Regions from separate parts of the Sus scrofa genome. Here region 1 is linked to region 2. Evidence: chromatin contacts called from public HiChIP or PLAC-seq data. All regions are on one chromosome and are shown on one strand. Each heading gives the region's core, a stretch centred on a gene start, on an enhancer-like site or on the middle of the called end of the contact. The rest is flanking DNA. Distances are from core to core; before and after follow the strand shown. Region 1 holds the start of CLEC2B (C-type lectin domain family 2, member B). Region 2 holds the start of CLEC12A (C-type lectin domain family 12 member A).

The links. HiChIP or PLAC-seq counts read pairs in DNA pulled down with a chosen protein or histone mark.
Region 1: a contact with region 2 is called in an H3K27ac HiChIP or PLAC-seq map of alveolar macrophages. The contact joins the promoter of CLEC2B here to the promoter of CLEC12A in region 2. A contact is called at or near these places in 2 of 47 Hi-C or Micro-C datasets (blood and heart right ventricle) and 1 of 2 datasets of contacts at active chromatin or transcription factors (alveolar macrophages).

The regions. Positions count from the first base shown.
Region 1 is chr5:61,995,069-62,001,916 of Sscrofa11.1, reverse strand. CLEC2B (C-type lectin domain family 2, member B) reads right to left here and starts at 5,157. Exons shown (of 6, transcript NM_001256364.1): 1 at 4,841-5,157. The coding sequence starts at 4,940.
Region 2 is chr5:61,920,375-61,926,829 of Sscrofa11.1, reverse strand. CLEC12A (C-type lectin domain family 12 member A) reads right to left here and starts at 3,773. Exons shown (of 6, transcript NM_001301669.1): 1 at 3,658-3,773. The coding sequence starts at 3,748.

The DNA.
Region 1 (6,848 bases), core at 3,908-6,407, 74 kb before region 2:
AATATTTGGTTTTGGCTTGTGGTTGCCCTGTTTTTTAAGTATGCTAACCCCTTCCCATAATTGTGTGTTTTAGCCTGATGGTCCTGTAAGTTCAAACACTTCATTACTATATTAAAATTAAGAAGAGAAACATACAAACAAACAAAAAGGGTTATTTTTTTCCTAATATTCCTTGCCCACATTTTATGGTTTTGATGACTCTTTTTTATTTTTTCTTTTTAATTTTATTTTGTTTGAAGCATGTTCATGATTAAATCTGTACGCTGGCTTATTTGAGTGACTGCTCTCTGATTGCAGTTTCCTCAGTCCTAGTTCTTCCTCTTCTTCTTTTTTTTTTTTTTCTTTTCCTTTTTCTTCCCTTTCCTTCCTTTCTTTTTGGTTTAGAGAAGCCCTTTCAATATTTCCTTTAACCTGGGTTTTGTGTTGCTGTATTCTTTAAGTTTTTGTTTGTTGGGAAAAATTTTTATTTCCCCTTCTGTTTTAAATGATATTCTTGCTGGATAGAGTATTCTAGGTTGCATATTTTTTCCTTTTAGCACTTTAAATATCTCTTGCCATTCCCTCCTGGCCTGTAGTGTTTCTGTAGAGAAATCAGCTGATATTCTTATGGGGGTTCCCTTGTAGGTAACATTCTGTTTTTCTCTTGCTGCCTTTAGGATCCTCTCTTTATCACTAACTTTTGCCATTTTTATTATGATGTGTCTTGGTGTGGGTCTATTTGGGTTCAGTTTGTTTGGGGCCCTCTGTGCTTCTTGTATCTTGAATCCAGTATCCTTTAGATTTGGGAAGTTTCCATTGATAATTTCTTCAAATATATTTTCCATCCCCTTATCTTTTTCTACTCCTTCTGGAATCCCTATTATGCGTAGATTGGCCCGCTTTATATTATCCCATAGGTCTCTTATATTGCTTTCCAGTTTTTTGATTCGGTTTTCTGTCTGTTGACCAGATTGAGTGATTTCCATTATTCTATCTTCCATATCACTGATTCATTCTTCTGCATTATTCATTCTGGTTTTTACTGCCCTTAGTTCCGTTTGCATCTCTGCAAATGAATGTTCTAGTTTTTCTTGGCTCCTCCTTATATTTTCTAGTTCCTTTCTGAGGGTATCTGCATTACTGTTCATATCTTCTCTTAATTCCTTCAGTATTTTCACTATTTCTCTTTTGATCTCCAGGTCTGGCAGACTGCAGAGATCTGTTTCATTGTTGACTGTTTTAGGTGAGTTCTCCTGTTGGTTTGACTGGGGGTGGTTTCTCAGCTTCTTCACCTTGCTTGTTGTTTTCTTTCTCCTGAGGGAGTTGTACTCTCCGTTATTGGGCAGTGTTTGCCTTGTCACTGCCGTGGAATATTTCCTGAGGGCTGGCGTTGTTGGTCAATCTTTTTTGAGGCAGTGTGGCTTTTCTGGAGTGTTGATGGGGCTAACAGTGTTTCTTTGAATAAAAGGAGGACTTCCTGAGGGCAGACAGGACTGAGAGGTCCACACCGCGATGGTAGCAGATTTCACTTGGCCATGCAGAGCTTGCTCTGGTGTTTTTAGGCTGTGGGGTTCTTGCAGGGGGTTGGCGGTGTTGGGCAGCTGTTCCTCAGGAGTGCAGCACCCCCTGGGGGCTTGAGCAGCTATCTGGGTCACTGAGAACCTAAGAGGCTCTTCCCTAGGGCAGCCCAACTCAGAAGGACGGCCTGAGAATGTAGGCAGATCTTTTCACAGTCTGGCCAAGCTTGTTGCAGCTTTTCTGGGCTGCAGGGGCTCTTCCAGGGGGCTGGTGGTACTGAGCAGCTAATCCACAGGAGTGGGGCACCCCCTGGGGACTTGGATGGGCAGCAGGGCCACTGGAAACCCAAGAGACTCCTCCCCAGGGCAGCCTGACTCAGAAAAACCATCCGAGAATTAGGCAGATCTATTCATGGCCTGGCTAAGCTTGTTCTAGCTTTTCTGGGCTGCAGGCCTTTTCTCGGGGGCTGGTGGTGTTTGGTGCTGCTCTGCGGAAGTGTAGCCCCTCCAAAGGGCAAGCAGGCCTGTGCAGGGACAGCCCCTGCGGTGGTAGGCTTCAGGCAATTGTTGAGGCCATCAGCCCCAGGTTCGGCGAGAGCGTAGAGGGGGGTGGGGGTGGGGGATGCACTGGGAAGCACAGCTTTCAGCTAGCTAGTGGGCTTGTAAACTTGCTGTGGTGTGGGGGGTATTCTATGGGGACCCACCCCTTCTTCTCTCCCCCCCCAGCATGGGCGCAGACCAGGCTCTTCTCCCAGGTTCCCTCTGATGTGGCTTTCCACTTCCCCGCCCCTAGAGTATTGCTCCCTTCCTCTGCGACAGCTTTGTTTTCTAGTCTCCCAGGCAGTCTCTGCCCCATCAAATGGTTTCTAGACCTCCCAAGCAGTTTCCGCTCCGCCCCGCCCCCCCAGCCCATTCTCGGGGTCTAACCTCTGGAGCCGAGGTCTCGGTGCCCAGCCCCCATCCAGGTGTCCCCCGGCCCTTTCTCGGGGACTAACCTCTGGAGCCGAGGATTTGGTGCCCAGCCCCCACCCAGGCGTCTCAATTTTTGGTGACTGTGCCCGTAGTTCAGATGGTCCATTCAGTTCTTGATCAGCTTTTCCATACTCCATCTTACTGCTACACTCTTCTCTGCATCTGGAGATTCCTCCAGTTCGTTTGATCTTTCCCCCGTGTAGGTGACTTTCCAGGGTGCGGGATCCCTTTCTCCTCCGCAGTTCCCTTTCAGGAGCGCCCATCCCGCTTGGATTCACCTTCTCGCACTCTCCTCTTTTCTCCCGTTCTGCCCAATAATGTCACGAACTTCTTGCCATTATTGGAGTTTAGGTTCCTCTGCCAGTGATTGGTTGCTGTTCTGTGCGAGTCATTTATTCTGTAGATGTGCTTTTTTTGTTGTGTTTGTGGGAGAGGGCGAGCGTGTCCCCCTACTCCTCCGCCATCTTGTCCTCTTCCCTTTTTATTTATTTTTAACATTTGGGTTTCTTCTTTAATGGTTTGCCTGTTCCTAGCCCTTATTATTATTGTTTTGCTTTAATTAGATTACTTTCTTTTTCTTATCATACAGTGGGTAATCTTAGTATTTCTGAAAATTGAGTGGCTAGACTTTTCACATTTTATGAAATTATTTTAAACTGTTTAAATTTTAAACTATTTAAATTTCAATGTAGTCAAAGTTATTAATTTTTTTGGAGCTTACACATTCATGTTTGTTTAATAAACTCATTTTACTTAGAGTCCTAAATATAGGCTACCACTCTTACTTGTAGAAGTGCTACAAGTTGCTCTTTATGTTTCAGTATTTACTCATCTGAGATTTGAGAATTTTTTCTATATGAGATGATATAGAAATATAGAATTATGTTGTTTTATATGGATTACTAATTTTTCTAGCATCATTTATAATACTTCATTATTTTACTTTTGCTGAAATGCCATTTATCAATATCTGCATTCTGTGTCATTAACAGAATCTAATCAATCACTTGTTTAATTCTGCAGTTATAACCACACAATCTGAAATACTAAAGCTTATTGTCTGGTTTGGCTAATTCTTAAAACATTTGGTTTAGATATTTTCATGTTGTCATCTAATTTTTGATCCCATTTTCCCCAGCCCACTTGGCTCTAACCTCAGACAGAAAAATTAAGTTGTAAAAAAAAAAAAAAAAAAAATGAGGGAGTTCCCGTCATGGCACCATGGTTAACGAATCCGACTAGGAACCATGAGATTGCGGTTGGATCCCTGGCCTTGCTCAGTGGGTTAAGGATCCGGCGTTGCCATGAGCTGCGCTGTAGGTTGCAGACGCGGCTCGGATCCCGCGTTGCTGTGGCTCTGGCGTAGGCCGGCAGCTGTAGCTCTGATTCAACCCCTAGCCTGGGAACCTCCATATGCCGCAGGAGTGGCCCTCAAAAGGCAAAAGACAAAAAAAAAAAAAAAAAAAAGAGGACTAAAGTATTTATGCATTCTAATCTGGACTACCACAACATTTTTGAATCCTGCATACTCTGGTAGATTGAAATGAAATTAAACAGCAGTTTAGAACTCACTGTAGTCTCCAAATCACATATTGTAGTATGTAATGCATTTTAGTTTCATTTCCCTCCTGCCCTGCCCTTCTTCACCTTATTTGACTATAAAGAGTCCTGTTGATATAACTTCAAAAGATTACCTTGTTAGATGTAGAATTTGGATTTCACCTACTCTGAACTCGCTATTTAAAGCATCCAATGCTACCAAACTGTTTTCTAAGGTTTTTTGGTTTGGTTGTATTTTGTTTGTTTGTTTTGTTTTGTTTTAGTACATTTTCTTTTCTTTTGCATTTTAAAATAGCCAGAGATTTCTCAGGAACATCAGGGTTCCAGCAATTGTTTAGATAAGAGTAGAGGAGACAGGTAACCATTATACTCTTAAGTACTTCTAAAGTGCAATTTATCTGGACTCCACTCAGGGCACATGAACAATCTTTGAAAATATTACAAATATTTGCTATTTATTTTGTATCATGTATGAATTCTAGGCGTGGACCGACTACATGGTTCACACTTAAACTTCAGTACGAGGGAAGCTAAATTTGAACTGTGTTATTTATAGATAATCTTCCTCCATTATCAATTAAGATAAAATGAATATGAATTGTAAGGGCAAGATATCATTTACAAATCTGAATTCCATTATAACTTTTATTTATGGTGAAGTTAACTGAAAAAGGAATTTTTTTTTTTTTGCCTCGATGGAAGAAATTACAAAACCCAATTCCTGTCTTCTAAACTTTTGCTTAACATTTTCTTTTAGTAAATACTAATTTCAGCAAACAACCTTCATTCTAAACAAGTGAAAATGTTCTTACCTCGCTCATTTTCTGTGGTTTCTTGATTTCTTTCACTGGTTTGCTGCACTCCATCACCCATAGTAGGTAACTGGATGTCTTGTGGCCTTTGGTCCAACATCTCTCTTCAAAGTTTTAACTTTTAATATAAAAAATGTCGTTTTTACAGCACAGCTCCAAACTAGAGTGATGCAGCTTAAAGCAAAACACACTTTTAAGCAGTGTTCTCAAAACGAAAGTAATCATGTAATCATGCCGTGTGCCTCCCGCGAAATAAATGCTAAACAAAACAATTGCTGGAAATGACGGAAGTTCCAGCAAGCATCGAAACAGTCATACGGCCTTCCTTCCTCAAAAGAAGATCTTCCCCTGAACAATAAAGCAAAAAAAATTTCAAGTGGCTATTTTTTAAATTCTACCAACATTGATACAAAACTATTTTCCTTCCAGAGCCATAGGAGATAAGAATACTAATTAATTAAAAGGCATGCCTTAGGACATTATGGTTTAATCATCATGTGTTAAGAAATTACCATCTCAAGAGTGATGAAATTAAAGCAAAGAAATCTATGCTTTAAAGTGGCAACTGAAACCACAATAAGAAGTATTTCCTTTGTCAAACGTCAACATCATGTGTGACAGTCCCTGCACAGACACACACACACACACACACACGAAAAACAAAGGAGAAAAAGGAAAAGAAAATTAAAAAGTACTCAGAATGTTATCATCAATATCCAAGATGATAATGCCATTATGCTAGTGGTATCAGGACACTATTTCTTTTTCAAGTCTGTCATCATCAGAATTTTCAAATGATTTAAAAATAAACTCAAAATGGCTTAAAGACTTAAGACAGGACACCATAAACCTCGTAGAAGAGAACATAGGCAAAACATTCTCTGACATCAACCACACAAATGTTTTCTTAGGTCTGTCTCCCAAGCAACAGAAATAAAAGCAAAAATAAACCAGTGGGACCTAATCAAACTGATAAGCTTTTGCACAGCAAGGGAAACCATACAAAAAAACCAAAAAACAACAAAAAAAAAAACACAAAAAGACAACCTATGGAATGGGAGAAAATAGTTTCAAATGATGCAACTGATAAGGGCTTAATCTCTAAAATATACAGACAACTTATACATTTCAATAGCAAAAAAAAAAAAAAAAAACCAACAAACCAACTGAAAAATGGGCAAAAGACCTGAATAGACATTTCTCCAAAGAAGATATACAGATGGCCAACAAGCACATGAAAAAATACTCAACATCACTGATTATTAGAGAAATGCAAATCAAAACTACTATGATACCAAATCACACCTGTCAGAATGGCCATCATTAATAAATTCACAAATAACAAATGCTGGAGAGGGTATGTGGAAAAAAGAACCCTCCTACACTGTTGGTGGGAATGTAAATTGGTACAACCGCTATGGGAAAACAGTATGGAGGTACCTCAGAAAAGTAAATATAGAACTAACATAGGACCCAACAATCCCACTTTTGGGCATAAACCCGGACAAAACTTTCATTGAAAAATATACATGCACCTGTATGTTCATTGCAGCACTATTCACAGCAGCCAAGACATGGAAACAACCTAAATGTCCACTGATAGAGGAATGGATTAAGAAGATGTGGTATATATACACAATGGAATACGACCCAGCCATAAAAAGAACAAAATAATGCTATTTGCAGCAACATAGATGGAACTAGAGACTCTCATACTAAGTGAAGTAAGTCAGAAAGAGAAAGACAAATACCATATGATATCACATATCTGAATCTAATATATGGCACAAATGAAACTTTCCACAAAAAGGAAACTCATGGACTTGGAGAACAGACTTGTGGTTGCCAAAGGGGAGGGAGTGGGATGGAATGGGAGTCTGGGGTTAGTTAATTGATGCAAACTATTTCACTTGGAGTGTTTAAGCAGTGAGAACACAGGGAACTATACCCAGCCACTTGAGATGGAATATGATGGAGGATAATGTGAGAAAAAGAATATATATATATA
Region 2 (6,455 bases), core at 2,524-5,023:
ACTGCACATGGAGAGTAAACTGTAGGGCTACAGTGTTGGAAGCAGGGAGAAGAGCAAGAACCCTATTTCAGTACACTATGCGTGAGAGAATTGTAGCTTGATTTTACTAGTATTAGAGAATGTGATGTCCCATGGATAGATTAACAATACATCTTGAAGTCAGAATCTCTAATTCAAATTTATAAAAGGTTTTGAGGGATCTTCTACTTGATAAAGTTGGTAGACAATAGTATATACACATGTATATGTAGTACAGCATTATGTATATGTAGTACATGTATATGTAGTACAGCTAGCACAGCATATTCTCTGGGGCTAGTGTGTCCTGGTTCTGCTGCTTATCACCTGTGGGACCTTGGACAAGTTACTTAGCCTCTCGGTGTCTTAGTTTCTGCCTTGGTTCAAAGAAACAGGGAGTTCCCGTCGTGGTGCAGTTGTTAACGTATCCGACTAGGAACCATGAGGTTGCGGATTCGGTCCCTGCCCTTGCTTGTGGGTTAACGATCCGGTGTTGCCGTGAGCTGTGGTGTAGGTTGAAGACGCGGCTCGGATCCCGCGTTGCTGTGGCTCTGGTGTAGGCCTGTGGCTACAGCTCCGATTCGACCCCTAGCCTGGGAACCTCCACATGCCGTGGGAGCGGCCCAAGAAATAGCAAAAAAAAAGACAAAAAAATAAAAAAAATAAAAAAAATAAAAAATAAAAAAATAATAATAAATAAACAAAAAAACAAGCCATGAAGTATCAAAATTAAGTGATTTAAGATTTGTGGAGTTCCCATCAGGGCGCAGAGGAAACAAATCTGACTAGGAGCCACAAGGTTGGTTCAATCCCTGGCCTCGCTCAGTGGGTTAGGGATCTGGCATTGCCATGAGCTGTGGTGTAGGTCACAGACGTGGCTCGGATCTGGCGTTGCTGTGGCTGTGGCATAAGCCTGCAGCAACAGCATCGATTAGACCCCTACCCTGGGGTGGCCCTCAAAAGACACACACACAAAAAAAAAAAAGAGAGAGAGATTCGTGATACTATTACGACAGTGTTAGCACATAGCAGACACTTGGTGATTGTGCTTATTTATATTGGTAGTTGATGAGAAGAGGATGATTGGGGCCAGGAAACAGTTTTAGAGGAAAAATAAATATTTCTATTTTTGACAGTTTGAATTTGAAATGAAATTAGAAACCCATATGAAAATCGGCACTTGTATTTTCCAATCTGGACGTCCAAGGAAAGGTTATACAGAATCATTGTATTTGAATCCAAATAACTGAATGAGGCAACATGACAAAGTATATTTAGTGATATGAGAAAAGTGGATCCAGAAGAGAGCCCTGAAGTATTCTGTCATATGGAATTTGATCCCAGGGGAAAAGTCCAAGGAGAAGACAGAGGAAGCAGCCATTGTGATAGTAGGAAATGTGAAGAGATGGCCCTGAAATGGGCAAAGAGAAGTGTTTGAAGAAGAGGGGCTCTTTTCAATTCTGCAAATGCTGCAGGGAAGTCAAGTAGTACAAGAGCAGAGATGTGACTGTTGGGATGAAACAGGGAGGCTGTCTGTGACCCAGACAAGAATCTAGGTCTCCATGGAACAAGGAGAGCAGAAGCCTAGTAGAGTCCATTGAAAAGAGAGTGAGAGATGGAGAACCAAGAGTTTGTGACCAAAGACAACCTTACAAAAAGCTCTGTTGTGAAAGGAAACAAAGACATGGAAGAACAAATGGGGCATGTGAGTGGTCAAGTAAGGAGTGCATTTTGTTAAAATAGACATAGCAGAGTATGTTGGTGCACGAAGAGGGATAATCAACTAGAGGAGGGAGATCGAACGATGACACAGGAGAGACGGGGGAACATTGTAGAAAAAGTGTCTTTGAGAAGGACACTTGGATTGCAATTTAGAACCAGATGAGGCGGTCTGTCTTTTGATAAGAGTAAATAAGAACTTTGTAAATATTATCTAGAAGTAAGGCAGAGTGTACAAGGGAGGATATGGCAGGATGGAAATTTGGACAGTAGAAAGAAAAGGGGTAGAATGAAGTAGGAGCAAAGCTCATCAAGTGAGAGTGAACTGGGCTTGAAATTTTGTGTGTATTTTTTACTGAAAATGTTCAGCTGCTCAGGTGGGGCACAGGTGAGTGGATGTTTAAATTTAACAAGAATTGGAATTTTTCTAGAAAAAACACAAAGAAGAGATGTATAAGAGAGTCAGGTTAGACGTTATATAATACAAAGTTTACATTACATTATATAGTCTTTATAGACTGAATAATCAGAAAATTAGATAAAATTGAGAAAGTCAACAAGACATGGATGAAAAATTTCTTCAGGGTCAAAGAATTTCTGAAGTGGAAATTTAGAATGAGAATGATTAGTAGGACAGGAAAAGAGAAGGGACGTGGTAGGATTTGTAAAGAGCAATTACGGTGTATTGCGTTTATGGTATGTTCCTCTCACACCATAAAAAGAGAAATACAAACAAGAAAATTAAGACAGAAAGTATTGTGACATCCTTAGCATCCTGCCCTTTAAAAAAAAAATCAGTATTCAAGGAAAAGGCTACAGAATTAAGCTGTTATCCTTCATCAAGATTTATAATGTTCATGATAAATGAGAATGACAATGGATAAATGGGGAATGATAATGATAAGTGGATCCAAGATTAAACAGTGAAAATTCGGTTCACAGTAAGGTAGAACGTCAAAGAATGCTACATTTTTTAGAGGTAAAAAACCAATGAAAGAATACACGAGTATTTTTCTATTACTCTTTTCTCCTAATATCACTGCTTCTGTTAACTCTTTGTGTTCTCTATATCTACCATTTAATTTATACACACTGATTTTAAGTATGGGTATTCTGGGACATTAGGGATACTTTATTGAAGCATAAACTGAAAGTAAACACAAGTGGTCCATTTATATCATAATTAAATTTGACTTAAAAAATACAAACTTTCCAGGTACAGGGTGCATTTGAATTATTGTATCTTCCAATATTTATTTCTTTCCTCCCTTTAGTCTTTGATGTGTCTTTTCAGGTAACTTAACCTCTTCCATATTGTAATAAGTTGGAAAGAGATCTCCAAAGGAAGTAAGAAAAATTCTAAAAATTCTATTAGCAAATTCTAATAAAAGCTTTATTTGGTAAAAACTAAAATAAAATCCTCTGAAGGTCCCTTCTCTCTGTCTCTTTCTTTGGCTCTCTCTCCCTATCTCTTTCTTAGACACACACACACACACACACACACACACACACACACACACAAATTAGCATTTTCTTCTAAAAAAGAACATACAAACCCAAGACTTTCCTGAACAACATGTTCCTAGTTCTATGGCTTTCTTTCATGGGGGAAAAATAATTCATAATCCAGTCATATGAAAATACTATCCTAGCCTAATCATGATTGTGATAGATTGAAAAAAATTATAAAAGATTGTGTGTTAAATGCACTGCTTATTTTCTTTAAAAAATCCTTTAAAATCCTTTTGTATGGTCATTTTTGGTAGTTTTGGTAAAAAATAAGAGGCTTAAATTAAAAATTCAAATTGAAAGGTTATTGTCAATTCACTAACACTCAAGGAGCAAGGCATCTACCCTTACACTTCTGCCACCTTCCACATTTTATCCACCTCACAACACAGCCATAGCTCAAAATCTTACCTTTTATCCCAAAGTTGCCAAACTCCTGGGTATTTTCTTTCTTACCAGAGTCCTGGAATTTTAGATCTGCATAAGTGACTTCTTCAGACATTGATGACTATGCAGGGAAAGCTTGACAAACTGTAAAAAAAAAAAGAAAAGAAAAACGAGGGTGAACTAACACAGTTTGATGGTGATCAGAGTTGTGATTTTAACCTCCGTTTATAAACCAAAGCTTAAACTTAAAAACTTCTGTTTTTAAATCGAGTCCCAATCACCCACATATCCGGAAACAAGCTGCCACCCTAAAGAGAGCAGAGTGCTGTTACAAGAAGGAACACCTTTCTTCCTCTTATCTCTTTCTTTTCTCATTTCTCTGTGTCTACCAACTACAGAAAGTAATTTTTAAAACTGTGTTTGGGTATTATTAGCGTTGTGCCAAGGGCTGCAAATCACCAGTGCTATGTGCTGCAGATATAACAAGCATTTCTTGGAGAAACACTTTTAAGGAGAGAAAGAGGAGAAAGGATACAATTCTCAAACCCTTGCTAGTCAGCCCCAGTGGCCTGGCATAGATTTTCTGTACATCTCCAGGTCCTGATAGAGAGGTTTGCCTGAGCCAAGATCACATGTGCACAGAGAGAGGAGATAAGTCCCACGCAGTCACCCTGTTATCCAGGTACAGGAGTGCCTAGAGGACCAAGAGAACACTTAGATTCTCTAGTAACAAGAAGCATAGTAAGGGATTTAGAATAGGAACTGTGCCAGGAAGTATGCATACAGATGGCTATGGGCAGTATACCCAAAGCTCCAGAAATAGCTCTGCAGGTCTGGAGGTTAGCAGATATCTGGGTCTGGCCAAATGTCTATAAGCCATTTGATCCACACCAAAAAGTCCTGGAAATTTGGTCCTGTCCAAAATGTCGATGAGCATATTTTGTCCATGCCAGATGGTTTGGAACAGAACTAAATATGACCAAGTTTCGAGGACTTTTTGGTGTGGATCAAATGGCTCATGGAGCAAATGGCTTATGCTTGTTTTGGACAAGACCAAATGTCCTTTAAGGGTGGATGCTGCCAGCTGCTGAGTGGATTTATTCCAACTGTGCATTGTGGAAATGGACAATGACCGCAGGATGGATTCAGGGACACACTGGGCCTACCATTACACCCACCTAAGCTAAAACCCCACTGGTTACCTGACCGCCGTTGGCCCTGACGAATGGGCCACAGTGAAGTTTGGGTCTCCTGGAATTAGTATAGGATCAGAGCCCGAGTCTAGTATTTTCCGAAAGGCCTGATCATTTCCTTTTCTAAAATGCATGGTTGCCTTCGTAGAAGGGGAATTTTTGCTTACGTCCTTACCATTTTAACATCTGCTAATTTAGAAGCCCTGGTTTCCAGAGTGGAAACACTTCAGGCATCGCAGTGAGAATCCCATTCAATTTTTTTTTTTTTTGTCTTTTTATGGTGACACCTGTGGTATATGGAATTTCCTGGGCCAGGGGTTGAACCAGAGTGGGAGCCGCAGGGCTACTCCACAGCCACAGCAATACCAGACCCAAGCTTCGTGTGCCACCTATGTCACAGCTGTGACAACGCCGGATCCTTAACCCCCTGAGAGAGGCTAGGAATCATACCTGCATCCTCAAAGAGACACTATCGGATCCTTAACCCACTGAACCACAGTGGGAGCTCCTCATTAAGTTTTAAGCTATGTCTGCTACCCTGGGCTTCTTATGCCAGGAACACAACAGGAAAAGAAAATGAGTCACAATCCTGACAGGGCTAATTAACCTGCTTATCAGGGGAATGTAGGACTATTGTTGCATAAGAGAGAAAGTGAAGCAGGTGTTTGCAATGAAGGTGACCCACTAGGATGTCCCCTGACAGTCCCCTGATAAATTTTGACAGCTAATAGGTAAGTTCACTAGAAATGGGCTATTGTCCATATTTCATACTCTTGTAAATGTGGATCTTTTGTACTTTGAGCATATATTTTAGAAAATGTGTATGTTAAAAGGTCACCACGATGTCTTTAGGCAAGTTTGCTGTGGGATAGTTTGTTTAACAGTCAGGAAAGTTACACTGGTCATTATTAATATCTAGCGCCACCAAAAATAGCCTGTAGCATCTGAGGGTGAAAAATAAATGAAGCATCTCCAGGAAAAAACAAAAAAGAATTAGTGTATTTTGCCAGGGGCTTAGGCCCCTGACTGATGGGTACCTTGGTCCCACTAGTTGGTAAAACACCTGGTCTGGTTGAGGGTGTCGTCAAGGGTGAGTGGAGTCCAGCAAGGTAGGGATGTAGGAAATGATGGATATTGGTTGCCATCCAGACAAACTGCAATGACAGGGTGTATAGTTTGTCCCACTAATCTTGTTTCTGTGAGTTTCACCAAGAAAAGGAACTGAAGAGAATACCAGAAGGGCTGGTTATAGAACGTTTTTCTACTAACCAGGCAGATGGGGCAGTGCAAGAGCAGCGTGCAGCAGGCACACTGGTCTGCTGCCCAGATGCTCTAGTCAGCACCGATATATTCATTTCCCAAGCTACTGGGAAGGTTGGCAACTGAATTCTCTCAGCTGACTCTTTCTCTGAGAAGTGCTGTGCACCTCTCAGGGACAGCCTACATCAAATAGATGGGCAGGGTGACAAGGTAGAGGAGGAAATGTCCCGCTTTTCTGGCTTCAAGAGGTGCAACTTTGAAGGACCAGCCTATCTCCAGAGGTCCCCATAGGATTAGCCGGGGCCTCTGCTGCAACTGCGTTGTGTGGATGAACCACTCCCTTTATCCAATGTTGCTCTCTCACCCTCT